Linked DNA regions of Rattus norvegicus: all the other regions are linked to region 1. Evidence: chromatin contacts called from public Hi-C data. All regions are on one chromosome and are shown on one strand. Each heading gives the region's core, a stretch centred on a gene start, on an enhancer-like site or on the middle of the called end of the contact. The rest is flanking DNA. Distances are from core to core; before and after follow the strand shown. Region 1 overlaps LOC102554523 (a long non-coding RNA gene). Region 2 has its middle 64 kb from the start of Klf6. Region 3 has its middle 15 kb from the start of Klf6.

What was found. Hi-C and Micro-C count contacts between places; a contact is called where the count stands out from the background.
Region 2: a Hi-C map of the Rat2 cell line shows a contact between it and region 1, with 2.8 times the contacts expected there. The contact joins two enhancer-like sites.
Region 3: a Hi-C map of the A7r5 cell line shows a contact between it and region 1, with 4 times the contacts expected there. The contact joins two enhancer-like sites. A contact is called at or near these places in 2 of 12 Hi-C or Micro-C datasets (the A7r5 cell line and liver).

Annotation. Positions count from the first base shown.
Region 1 is chr17:69,796,180-69,800,712 of GRCr8, forward strand. All of the region lies in intron 3 of LOC102554523 (a long non-coding RNA gene), which reads left to right. Among named protein-coding and RNA genes, the nearest start is that of Klf6, 340 kb to the left of the region's middle. Within about 2 kb of position 2,197, at least 22 of the 93 cell types and tissues checked have an H3K27ac peak or open chromatin away from gene starts, as enhancers often do. A contact at or near this core is called in the A7r5 cell line, where this site is marked.
Region 2 is chr17:69,520,186-69,524,441 of GRCr8, forward strand. No RefSeq gene overlaps it. Among named protein-coding and RNA genes, the nearest start is that of Klf6, 64 kb to the left of the region's middle. Within about 2 kb of position 2,761, at least 25 of the 93 cell types and tissues checked have an H3K27ac peak or open chromatin away from gene starts, as enhancers often do.
Region 3 is chr17:69,471,131-69,475,962 of GRCr8, forward strand. No RefSeq gene overlaps it. Among named protein-coding and RNA genes, the nearest start is that of Klf6, 15 kb to the left of the region's middle. Within about 2 kb of position 3,526, at least 33 of the 93 cell types and tissues checked have an H3K27ac peak or open chromatin away from gene starts, as enhancers often do. A contact at or near this core is called in the A7r5 cell line, where this site is marked.

The DNA.
Region 1 (4,533 bases), core at 947-3,446:
TCTGTTTCTCATAGAAGTTGAGCACCATAGACTGAAGTTAAAAGAGATCTGTCCTGGTCTAAATTCATACTTCCTTGTTCAATTCTTGTGGGGAGGAAGGAAGCCTTGAGTGTGTGCAATCTTTGGTGAATGGATATCATTGATATGGGCAGAGCCAGGCAAAAGACACCAAAACCCCAGTGTCACAGGGAAATGACAGTCTTCCCTGGTTTCCAAGCACCAGCCTCAGAATGGAGAGGGATTCTGAGAGATGGGGTGTGTCTTATTCAGGGTTTGAATTTTTGCTCAAAACACCATGACCAAGAAGCAAGTTGGGGAGGAAAGGGTTTATTCAACTTACACTTCTGCATTGCTGTTCATCACCAAAGGAAGTCAGGACAGGAACTCACACAGGGCAGGAAATTGGAGCAGTTGCTAATGGAGGGGCCATGGAGAGGTGCTGCTTACTGAATTGTTTCCCTTGGCTTGCTCAGCTTGCTTTTTTAGAGCACCCAAGACTACCAGCCCAGAGATGGCACCACCCACAATGGGCTGGGTCATCCCCCTTGATCACTAATTGAGAAAATGCCTTGCAGCTGGATCTCATGGAGGCATTTCCTCAAAGGAGGCTCCTTTCTCTGTGATAACTCAAGTTGACACACAAAACCAGCCAGTACAGGGTGTCGGGGAACAGCAAAAGGAAGGATTCAAAGGCAAATTGCGGGTTCAAGCTGAAGACCTGTCTTCTGCTTGATAAAGGTTTTCCAGTCTGCTTCAGTGTTCTGCTTTCTCTCTGGAGATCTCTCTGTCTATATTCTGCTTGCTTGCTATTCTAAGAGATCTGTCTGTCTATGCCCTGCTTCCTTTTGTGTGTGTGCTTCTGTCTTGGTGTCTGTGTGTGGGCATGTGTGTCTCCGTGTCTGTCAGTTCTCCAAGCAGTTCTCTTTTTTATCCTAAAAAATTCACTGGGTAGCTCATCTCCTGCAGAACACAGATCCATTCTTTTATTTTCCATATCAATTCAGTCATTTCCTCCAGGCTTCCTTCAGATTATCTTATAAGTCAGTACCCCCTGACCCTAGCTCTTTGATTCTGAAGATAGCAAGCAAACATTTTTTTTTCTTAACTTGGTAAAAGAATTCATAGATCTGTCTACCTTTGTTAAGGACAAAGGATAAACTACTTGGGCGGGTCTCTGCCCTGAAATCACCATTTCTACCACACCTGGGCCTAACCTTATTGTGTGCCAGGCTGACCTTTAACTCAGGAATCCGCCTGCCTTTGTTTCTTTCTGACCAGTTGGTTCATTAATGCAGCTGCCTTTGTTCCTTTAGATTCGTGAAGCCCTTCATAATTCATATTGCATATTTGCATAGTGGAAAAAATATTTTTGAACTCATGTATCTAGAGCTCTTCCCCATAGCCTTAAGGGTTGCCCATTTTGCTGAGACATTAGCCACACCTCTTGGACTCCTGCTATTTGATTATCATGGAGTCAATACCATTAACAGGAAGGACCTTCCTCAGAGAAATGTGAAATAAGAACATTATTCCACAAACAAGCCTTATGCCCACGGTAGTGATCAACACTCTTGGAGGCTCACACCAGGGCCCTGTCCCAAAAGCAAGAACAATGTCACCAAATTACTCCGTCCCCATCAGGGCTACACTGGGCTCGGCACCTTGTGGTCCATGTGGTATGCTGATACATGTGGAGAAAATGTCCACCACAGCTTTCGTCTTGCAAATATTTTCAGCCTAAAGACTGGTCCTCTCCAAACACTGCTCCAACCAAGCTTAGCTAAATCTCTCTCCTCACATCAGCTGAGCACCTAAAACTAGCTTTTCTGTACTGAAATAAACCTGCCTTGATCAGTTGTATGCAGTCACATTGTCTTTCTGTTCTACTCTATACATGCTGTGCTTGTGGGGTGTGGTGATTTCCCAGAGAACCTGGTCTTTACAATCCCAGCTTTCTTTTCATGCATCTGTCTTGCCTCTATTTCTTCATGACTCCTATCAGGTTCGTCCTTGGAGTCAAACAGAGAAGCAGTTCTTGGTCTTTGAATTTGGACACTCATAGTATAGTACTTGTCTCTGTTGGAATATTATAAACAGAGCTCAGAAGTCAATGGTTTTAGCACCCTGAATGCATCTGGCCTGAATGTTAAGCAGTATTCGGCCTGGTTAGTTCTTGGGCGGTGTTTTATTTTGCCACTTCCCTTGAGGTCCTAAGCTCTGAGTCATAGAACTGGAAAGTTTACAGGCCGATCATAACTGCTTAATGTGTGGCTGCGTGAGCGAAAGTTCCTTCCTGTAAAATCGTTTACCGAGGTCTATAAACTGGTTTCTGTGACAGCCCAGTTTCGTTTTAATTTCTCCCATGCTTGTTTATACTTTGTTGATATTGTTGATTTCTTAATCTATTGGCTCAGAATCTTGCATAATTTGTAAACTCATACTTCGTTTTACATTTCTATTTTCTTCCTCCTATTAAAAAGTGAACACTGATGAAAAATACCTGGAGGTAACAATAATAAAACATCCGTAGACACAAGGAAGTTAAAGGAGACTCTGTTTGAGGCAATAGAATGAGCAGGAGGTAAGGAGAGTTAGTGACGAGCTCAGTGGCAAAGTCTAATTTCTGCTTTACCCATCGTCCTTTGCTCCCCAGGAGGAACTGCTGATAATTATTAAAGCAGCCTTTGAAAACTGCAGAGTACCTAGTCTCATATAGCTATATACTAATTTTCCAATGTGGTCTAAAAAAAAAAAGCCCAGATTGAGATACTTCAACAACATAAACTTCTCACAATTCTCGAGGCTGTAAGTACCAGATTAGCCATGAGCAAGGTATCTCTTTTGGCATGCGCATTGCGGTCTTTTCCTTCTGTTCTTATCTGGTCATCCCTCTATGTACAACTGCATCCCAACCTCCTTTTAATAAAAATGTATTGCCTTTAAAAGCAAATCTTCATTAGCTCTCTGTCTTTCTGTCTTCACGTTAGGTCATGCTCTGATATACTAAGAATTAGATCCTCAACCTACAACTACACAAGAATACTAGCCAGATCAGAGAAGTCTGTTTTTTTATATTTTATATAATTTATGATATAAAGTAGTAAGATGCATAATTTTATCCCCATTTTACTGACAGGTAAATTCAGAGATATAAATTGATATGCTCAAGGGCATTTGATTCAATGAGATGAAGTCAGTTTTAGACAGTGCCATGATCATCTTCGTTAAGTTTTACCTGATCCATAATCTCCCATATATCAGAAAAAATGAGTGCTTAATATTTTGTTATACAGAACAATGATAAATATAAACTCTGTGTGTGTTTGTGTGTGTGTGTGTGTGTGTGTGTGTGTGTGTGTGTGTGTGAGAGAGAGAGAGAGAGAGAGAGAGAGAGAGAGAGAGAGAGAATACGCGTGGAGATCAAGGGATAGTTATGTAAAGTCAATTATATCCTTCCTTACTGAGTACTGGTGTTTGAAGTGAGGTCACCAGGTTTGGCTCCTGGCATCTTTTAATTGCTTTGCTATTATGCTGGTAAACAGCCTATCCTTCAAGATGGAAGGTGTTTGCATTTTCAATTCTATTAGGAACATTCCTTGTTATGCTAAAGTACTAAACATTAATAATCAGAATACTTGTAAAAGTCTAGCACATATAAAGCATTAAGATGGGAAAATTTACATTTTCAGAACCTTACTTGATTCATCCACAATTCTTTCTATGAAAAATCTCATTTTCCTTTTTCTGATGTATCACTTACTAGAAAATAGTTTAAACTACAAGGCTGTAGATCAAGATTCTCATTTTCGTATTCAGAGTTTATATTTGAATTGATGACTAGATTGTAAGAATCTAGTAAGACACAGGCGGATCTCTGAGGCTTTCTGGAGCCAGTGTGGCTTTAATTAACAAACTCTAGGACAATGAATAACCCTCCCTGCAGGAAAAAACTCAACAAGGTGGATGGCATTTGTGTAGTGACACCCCAGGTTGATCCCCCAGCCTCCAGACATACACATTCATACATCTGTGTGTACACATACACATATATAAATCACACCCAAACACACACAAGGGATGAAGCTATAATTCCACAGACAGTGTTCTGAGAAAGGCTAGGTGCTGAAACACGATAAAGTTCAGGCATCTTCTTCTGTGTTTTGTAGCCACTAGTGCCACTCCTCATTAACATTCAGAAGAGAAACTTGCAAGAGAATGGCAGCTGACATATAGCAGATGTCTTCGATGTGGTAGATTCTGATACCTAGTGTTAATATCCTCATGGAAATTCACAGCATTGTCTAGGCAGGGGGCCAAGTGATAAGCATTAGAGCTTTGAAGGGAGATAGTAGAAATGAGGTTGGCTTTGTTTGAACTGCATATTCCTGCCAGGCAGAAGGGGCTCTCCTGAGTCTGTGAGAGTAAATTCCAAGAGCAGGGCCTGTGTTGGAAGATTTTTGTCCTGGGTGTTTCGAGGGTGTAGTTGAGGTAGGCAGAGCTCTGACTCAGGGATTCCAAAGAAACTGACTTATT
Region 2 (4,256 bases), core at 1,511-4,010, 280 kb before region 1:
GCAAGATACCAAAGACTTACCTATATGTATAATTTTTTAATAACTAAAATCTTAACACACATGAAATAAAAGTCTTCTGTAACGTAATGGTGGAGGAGAGGGCAGTTTCCTTGAAACATAAAAAGAGTGTCAGTTATGGTTGTTTGTGGGAGGGTTTTGCTGAAGAACAATAAAATCAGAAAAAGTGCTTTTCTTCATGGTAATGGCCACATCCCTTTTCTTGGTCACCCAGTTTGACTGGTGGCCATGGCTGATGTGTTTGTAAGAAGATAAAGAGAGGATATGTCCTGAGTTTCAGCACCAATGTTGTGTTTATAAAAAGATAAAGGGGGCTGTTATATTCTATGGAAGTGTGGTGAGGTATGGGGAAAGGGGGTGCCTCAGCGGGCCCATGCTGAGACATCTCTTCCCCCTGATAGACCAGCCACACGAAGGTATAGTATAGAATAGAGTTTATTCAGGGCTTGGGGAGGGGAGTTAAGAAGGCATTAGGGCAGAAAAAGGCAGAGAGAGAAATAGAAGAGTGAAGAAGGAGAGGGGTAGAGTAGAGGCCAGACATGACCACGTGGAGAAAAGCATGGAATGGAATAGGGAGAAATGGGACAAAGGGGGAAGAGGGTAAGAGCAAAAGAGAGAGGAGGGGGCAAGCAGCCTCTTACAGTATCAGGCATACCTGGCTGTTGCCAGGTAACTGTGGGGGTGGAGCTCAGACAGAATGCTAATAATGGCTACTGAGTTTTGTTTCCTTGAGGATAATGATTGAGTTTACACCATTTGGTTGAAGTAAGCTATTAAATATATTTATATATGTATAGATGTGTACACACACACATATAAAACATATATATATGTATATATACATATATATGTATATATATACACACACACATATATATGTGTATATAAATATATATATATATATATATATATATATATATATATATATATATATATATATATATATATATATACCACTTGGACTCTGGCATCACATACCAGGCTACTTATTTTTTTGTTACGTAAAGAGCTATTGCATCTCTTGTGTTGTTAATGTACTTGAGAAGGATGTAAGTCATGAGTGCTTGTGTTAGAATTTTGACAAACAGGTCTTCCTTGGGAAAATATTTCATGCACACAGGAGACTATGGAAGAACAAGAACGGGATGGACCACTTACTTGATGGAGCAGGGCCAGCATAAAAAGATGCTGGGTCCTAGGAGGCCATCTCACTTTATATTTGCCAAACAAGCATGAGGACCTCATTTTGATTCCCAGAAACCGGCTAAAAAGCCAGGCATGGTGGTCCACTCTTGCCATTCATATGCTGGGGAGATAGACAAAGAATGACCCCTCAGTCTTGCTGGTCAGCCAGCTTAGTCTAAATGATGAGTCCAGGACCCACTGAGAAGTTGTCTCAAAGGTTTCAAAGGTGTATAATATCTGGGAACCAAAACCTGGGGCTGTCCTCTGTCCTCTACATGTAAACACACATGTGTGTCTACACACACACGAACTCATACCACCTGTACCCTCACCCTCCCACACACACTGAGGAAACCAGAGTATTTAAAACTATTTGGGTTGCTGGAAAGGTAAACACTGCTGTTTTATGGCAGCCTTAATATAATTGTTGGAAAATAATCTTGGAAACATAATCTTGAATGGCAGACAGATTTTTTTTAAAAATAAGATTTAAGGAAACATGAAGTTACAATAAGTACAGAAGTTTCTTCAAATCCTGCTGCTTCTACTGGGGACAAGAGAGCAGGATGTACCATCACATTTCAAATCCTTGACTTCTGCTTTTGAGTCCACAATGCTTCTGTGTTTTCTTAAGATTTCCCAGAAGTGAACAAGCAGTATTGGAAAAAGGAAGTTAAACAATGATTTGCTCAATTTGAAAGCAACATCGCTTCATCACATGAGCCTAAACCTTTCCCAAATGAAACACTCCTGCCTGGGACCCCCCAACAATAATAAATTCACCCAGAAGAACAGTAAGGTCAATATAATTAATTACCCATTCTTTCTTTATCATTGACCGGTGTTTTGCTTAAATGACTGATCAGGTTTCCTAGGAGTGACTGATACCTCTGTCACTGGCTGTGGAGGGCTCCTTCACACTTATTCTCTCAGGACCAGTAGGGGTTAGGTAAACAATGAGCTCACCCTTTTGTGCTGTCTTCCTGACATTACATCTCAACACAGAGGTAAGGTCAGGTGACTCAGTCCATTTTACTTCTGATATTTTTGCCTTTTATGGATCATTCTTAGAAAAAAAGGGGATTGCCTTTTGACACTTCTGACTTTGTTGTTGTTCACAGTGAAAGTAGTGTTTGTGGCTTAACTAAATATGAGTGCCCAGAAAGAAGGCAGGAAGACGTTTCCTCGCACATAAGAAACCTTAATATTTTCTCTCCATTCTGAAACACTTTAAACATTCTTCTGGGCCTTCTTTTGGTGGAAACAGTTGTTGGGACTTGTTGATTTTTTCAGCACTACCAAACTTGGCATTCCTCAGGCGTTACTTAAGTCCAAAATATTGCAGTTGAGTTAAACTTTAACCAGCCTTAGTGACTAGTTTATACATTGTAAAACTTTGTGGAGTACTTTGTATCAGCAAATGCCACAAGCCAAGAATCTTGGAGCCTGCATTGCCTTTGTTATTCAGACACAACCCTGACTGTTTTCTTTCTCTAGCATTGAGAGCTCGGTCTTTTGATTTGAAAGCTTTGCGTTGTACCCAAGGACTTCTGTATCTAAACTATGCTAAAGACACATGGAAAGGGTATGACCTCATGGATTTTGTCAGTTGGGCTGTGTGTTTAACTAACTCGGGTGAGTCACAGTCTTGTGACCAGCCAGGCACCTTTCCAATCAGAGGCCGTTAAGATCTTTGACAACAGAACCTGTAGATATTTTGAAGAGGAGATTTCAACAAGTGACCTGCCTGCTTGGCTATACCACGTTCTGTAGGGATATTAAAAAAAAAGTTCCTATTCCTGATGAATAATAAAACATCAGCCAAGAGATTGAAGTTCGTAAAGCTGACTCACTTCCTGGTTTCCAGATGAAAAGAGTTGTCCAAGAAATGACTCTCACAGGGAAAATGATACTCCCTTCACCTCACTACCTGTGTCTTTTTCAAGCACGGTTGACTATCACAGTGACTTGTCAGTACTTTGATATGTTGAAAAGTTAAATTCAATTATGAAATAATACTATGCATTAGGAAGCAGCTCCTTCAAGCTGTAAGAATCACTGACTTCAGATATACCCCAGAAAAAAAAAACTGGCCATGTTGCACAAGCATGTGCCCCTATGGCTGAGAAATCTCCCCTCCCCCCTTCAGTGACGCAGGGCATTAATGCATGCCTTCCCTATTAATGTTTTTAAAAAGCAAGACTTAATTGGCAATGACGTCACTGTTAACCTGCAGTGTGTTTATCTGAGAGTTTCAAGAGAGAGAGTTTCAAGAGAGAGTTTCAAGAGAGAGAGAGAGTTTCAAGAGAGAGAGAGAGAGAGAGAGAGAGAGAGAGAGAGAGAGAGAGAGAGAGAGAAAGGTGTTTTCTAAACCCAGGTCACGTGGAGGATGTATGTCGACCAGGAACACTGCACTGCAGGCAACTCAGAAGGGTGCACTGTCAGAACACTCACCACTGGAAAGGGTGTAAGCAGGGCTGTGGAATTTTCAGCAGTGTCATGTTGACCAACTGACTGACTCAGCGGAAGATACCCACACAGGAAAGGGGCAGTCCATCCTCACTGCAGTCCCCAGAAGGACAAGGACGTTATGGGAAACAGGGAAACTTCTGCCTCCCTGACTTACTATATTCTCTTGGGTGTACTGATCAGCCTACATTCCGCCAAGCCAAACATGTCGAGAGAAAACACGTGTACTGAATTCCACTGATAACCACTGAGAGTCACAGTCTCTAAACCTAATGTTTGGTGATGGTTGTTGTTGTTGTTATTGTTGTTGTGTGTTTTGTTTTGATCTTTTGAGACAAAGTCTCACTCAAGAGTTATGTCTAGCCTAGAACACTCTGCATGGACCAGGCCAAAAATTCACAGAGATCTGTTTGCCTCTGCCCTTCCCCACACCTATCCGTACTGGAATTGATGTCCCACCACCATACTGAGCCTAAACTCCATCTCCATTGCCTTATAAAACTAGAACTAGAGCCCTATAAACAAGAGCTCCACACTCCCCCTCATTTCTAAAGCACCCCCTGCCTTTCCTTGACTCTCTCCCC
Region 3 (4,832 bases), core at 2,276-4,775, 320 kb before region 1:
CATATCTTAAAAGCCAGATGTGGTTGCTGGTGCCCGTGACCTTAGCATGGGTGGGCAGAGACAGTGGCTCTGACATACTTGCTGGCCAGCCAGCAGAGACAAAAATGGCAGCATTCAAGTTCAGTGAGAGATACTGTATCAAGGTCGAAGATATGTAGAAGTCACCTAATGTCTTTCACTGGCCTCTGCACATTCTCTCTCTCTCTCTCTCTCTCTCTCTCTCTCTCTCTCATACACACACACACACACACACACACTCACACACACACACACACACACAGAGAGAGAGAGAGAGAGAGAGAGGCAGAGAGACAGAGAGACAGAGAAACAGAGACAGACAGAGAAACAGATAAGGGGATGGATTGAGAAAAAAAGGAAAATAAAAAAGAAGAGTGGCAAATGCAGACGTATCCCTCAGGAAGATCCTTTAGATGTTTTTTCAGCTACTCTGATGACAAGTGACAGTATGGGGGGCATGGGAATCAGAAAGCATGGGTAGTATTTAAAGGCTGGGTATTGGGTTTCTCTTTCCTTTTACCTTTCTGTGCCTTCTTTGTTATAGATAGACCAGTCAATCTCTTGTCTTTCAAACAATTAACCAGAGGAACATATCGAAGTGTCCCTGTCAGTGTTGGTATCTTCCTGGCCTCAGATGGCCATGAGTATTGCAGGATTATTCTTGCTGCCGCTTCTCAGATCCTCTTTTGACCCCAGGTTTCTTATCCCACCTGGTTTCACATGCAAATTTCTCTCACTGATTTCTTTGTTTGCTTGGATTTCTTTCTCAGCCAGGAATAGCCTTGTTTGGGGATAAGGATGTGCACACAGACACATTTGCACCAGTAGACATCCACACAGAGACACACAAATGGAAACAACACATACACTGAAGGGACTCCTGGCTATAGTGACATGTGGTCTATGGGATGCTGGAATCTGTATAAAGGCCAATGATGGACTGAAGGAACGTCTTTGGATTTACGTTCCAGAATAGGTGTTGTACTGTGTGATTAGCCAATTCATAAACACAGGCTATGCCTTAATACTCCTTCCAAGGATTATTTTTAGAGACTGACGGACTAGAAAATATTTTTGCTGAAATTGCTCAGACACTGTGCAATTGAAAGAAAATCCTTTTGTTGGTGTGGTATTTATAACTGCTTACAAAGGTTATCCTGTTCAAATGCAAGGTGTCATTAGGAGGTAAATCCTAGAACGGGGCGATGCCTTGCATCCAAAAAGGATACTTTTAAAATACAAATGTGTTGTCATGGCAGCATGAAAATGTTGAGGTGTGACCGTCTGGGAACCGAGTGCCTCGCCACAGTGCCTGCCACGTCTCTGATGAGATATCACAAGCCAGTTGAGAAGCCCTTGCCAGATGGAGGGGCAGATAGACACTTTCTTAAATCGCCAAGGTAAAACCTTTCATGATAGAGCACAGGAAAGCACACGACTCTGAAGAGCTGTCATCTCAAAAAAATCTAAAACTGCAAAGGATTCTCCGAGTCTTAGGGAAAATAACAGAGAAGATGTGTCCAGAGCTGTGGTTTTTCCTGAATAGGCTCGTAGGCATCACAAACCACACTTTAGGAAACTCAAATTTTTGCACATTTATAGAAATAATCCACTTCAGATTTAAAAGGAAGGGTTGACACCACATGTGTTTGCATACCTGCCAATCCAGGATAATGTCTAGAGTATTTATTTTTTAAATATCTAAGTTAGATCTATGCAGAGCACGGGAACAGCAGATAAGTGGCAATATAGACCTAGCTGAAAGAAAAGAAGAATAGCTTTCTAAGAGCCGCCCCTCCCCCGCCCCACCCCCACCCCCTGGAGAAAAAACGACTGTGTTGTGTTTCTACCGAAAGAGAGCTGTACACAGCAGACGCCTGAATTCACTTCACAGATAATGAGACATTCTGTTTCGGAGTTCACTATTTAAAAATATAAAACTAACAATTACAGATGGAAACTATTCATTCTGAGATTTAAGGAGGGAAAAGACATTTCCAAAAAGAAAAAAAAAGCCCAGAGCTTTTTAAGCTCTGAAGAGACCGCCCTTCATCTGGCAGAGAAGAGGCGCATTTACAAAGAGTAGGGCAGCAGTCAGCCTTTTGTGTTCTGAGTTCGAGCTTGAGTCTGACCAATTTGCTGCCTTGAGAAGCCTGTTTCATCTGCATGTACACAGAGGTCAAAGCCGTGATATGCCATGGTTTCATGTTCTAACACAGCATCCAACAGTAACGGTCACCTTGCCAAAATAAAAAAAAATGTATATTGTATTGGGTGGAGACTTATCTGACCAAGAAAGTCAATGATTGGCAAAAGATGTCACACATTTAAGGTGAGAGACCAGAAAGTCTTTCCGTATGAGTCATCTGAGCTCTGGGTGGGTGACTTAAGTTACTATTTGCTGATTATTGAATAGAAAATATAGTTTTCTAATTAAAAATATTTCAGAGTTAAAAGTGTTACAAAACTTATCTAAGTTATTATTATTATCATATTAGAGTTAGTGGGTAAGATATTTCAGTTATTTATGTAAAAATTTATAGTGTTTAATCAACATTCAACTTTTTTGTCTGTTTGATTGAATGATTTTCGTGGCCAGTTATCACAGTTGCAAACTTTTAATAGACAAAGGTAAACTTCAGATTAGTCCTGGTCAAAAATGAAAAGTAAAAATAAAAATGTTAGTAAAACAGTAGTATTTAGTAATGTGTTAAAACTTTTATCTAAGGTTGTACTCATGTCTTTGTGCATGTGCATTTGTAACAACAACATAAAAGAGGTTATCAATTTGAGAGGAAATGGGTTAGACAAGGAGAGTTTGGGGGGAGGTAAAGAAAGGAGGGAAGTGATATATTTTAATTAAAAAATGTTTCTGAAGTTTATCTTGGGGCTGGAGAGATGGCTCGGCAGTTAAGAGTACTGACACATCTGTCTGTAACTCCAGATTCAGGACTCCTGGTGTCTTCACGTAGTGCAGTCAAAATAAACCCCAAACAAACAAACAAACAAACAAACAAACAAAGAAACCAATGAGCATAAAATAAAATTATGTTCGAAATCAGTTTATCTAAACAGAGCAGGTTCCAACTAACCATAGAAATGTTAGTATTCAGTACTGATAGTTTTCTCTCTGGTCTCTAATACCCTAACTCGTGCCTTTTAGGAATAGTAAACATATCTTCTGGAGCCTAGAACAGTCATTTGATCCTAACACTTGTGAAAAACCTGTTTTGCAACGTTTTAATAATGGCTTGTCAAGGAATTTTTTTTATTTGCTAGAATGCAGTGCATAAATTAAAATCCTGAAAACTTTAACCTCCACTTCACTTTTCTTTTCTCTCTCAACTGAGAAAAGGTATTATTTAATAAACAAACATTGTTGCTTTGTGATAGTTTGTCTTCTTTTTTTTTCAAACCAGCCAACAAAACGGAATATAATGTATGATCCTCTCTGGTCTAGCCCAGGCTGAGTCATTTCCTGTTTCAATAACAAGAATGTCATCAGCTAAACTCCAGGCAGCACAGTTTGTCACTGCGTGTGGCTTTATTTGTACATGTTGCTAGAAGGTTCTTAAGGAAAAGACACTCATCCTTTTAATACCAAAAAAAGAGACTTCCACTGAGCAACTTTGGCTCTGGTTGGTGCCTGTGAATTATTTATGCTATAACTAATCGGAGGGGGAAATGAACGCGTGCCCAGTTATATACAGTCACACTTGATGACACTGTAATTCTATCTTGGGAATTCATAATTTACTCGGGTCACCTAGGTGTTCACACCAGTGTGGAATGTTTACCTAAATGCTGAGCGCTGGGCTCCGGTGCCAGAGGATATCAGAACTGAGAATGGAAAGGCCGGGAGGTTGCCTGGCTTTGCAGGCCTCTCTGATTTCTTCCTCTAAAGGTTCCAAGATTCTTTTCCTAGAATCAGCAGAGGGAGTTTGCACTGTTTACTTGGTCAGCGCTCAGCGCACAGTGTTCTCGGGGTTGGTTTCCCTCAGACCCACCGCCATGCTGATTGTAAATGACTCATCCGCATGAGTCAGCGGCTTCAAGAGGAGATAGCTATCTTTTGCCTTTGTGCTACTATTTTGCCAAATTGGTGTTGCCCAGCTGCTGCAGATTCCAAACGGTGTGCCTGTTTCTGTAACCCAGAAAACGCGGTCCAGGGTTCAGGCGACATTCTGGAGTAGGATTTAGACTTATCAGACCCCTTTAATGTCTTAGTTGGCTTGAGTAAGTTTCTCAAATCAGGGGAAGCATATCGGGAACCTTCTAGGTCTTACCTGTGAGAAGCCATTCTGATGACTCATGGAGATGGGACATTCCCCCTCGATTAAGGATTAAGGATTAAAACAGAACAAAAAAGAATCCTATTAGAATCCTTAACCAAAAGAATTCCACTTTCGTCCTGGCTTAAAAAATCTTATTGCCTGTAATACAGAAGCATACGGATTTTAATGACCGCTCTTTCAAAACCCTCATAGAGAATTATATTATGACTCCATCTCCCCCTCCAGTGTATTTTAAAAATTCATCAGAGTCTAACGATACAGGCATCATTTGCTTGCAATAATTAACATCTTATTTGCATTCAGTCTGACTCTAAGTTCTACATAAGTGTCTAAGGCGGTGATAGGCAGGGTAGAATTGTTAAGTAAATGTTTACTGTAGGTTATAAAATATGAATAAAACGGGCATGGCTGTTTTCCTGCTACTTGCTGCCGCAGGGTTACATTCTGGGTGAGCAACATGTGACCACCTCTGAATCAGTTACAACTGTAACTGCAAGTCTCATTCAAGGAGATCCTGTG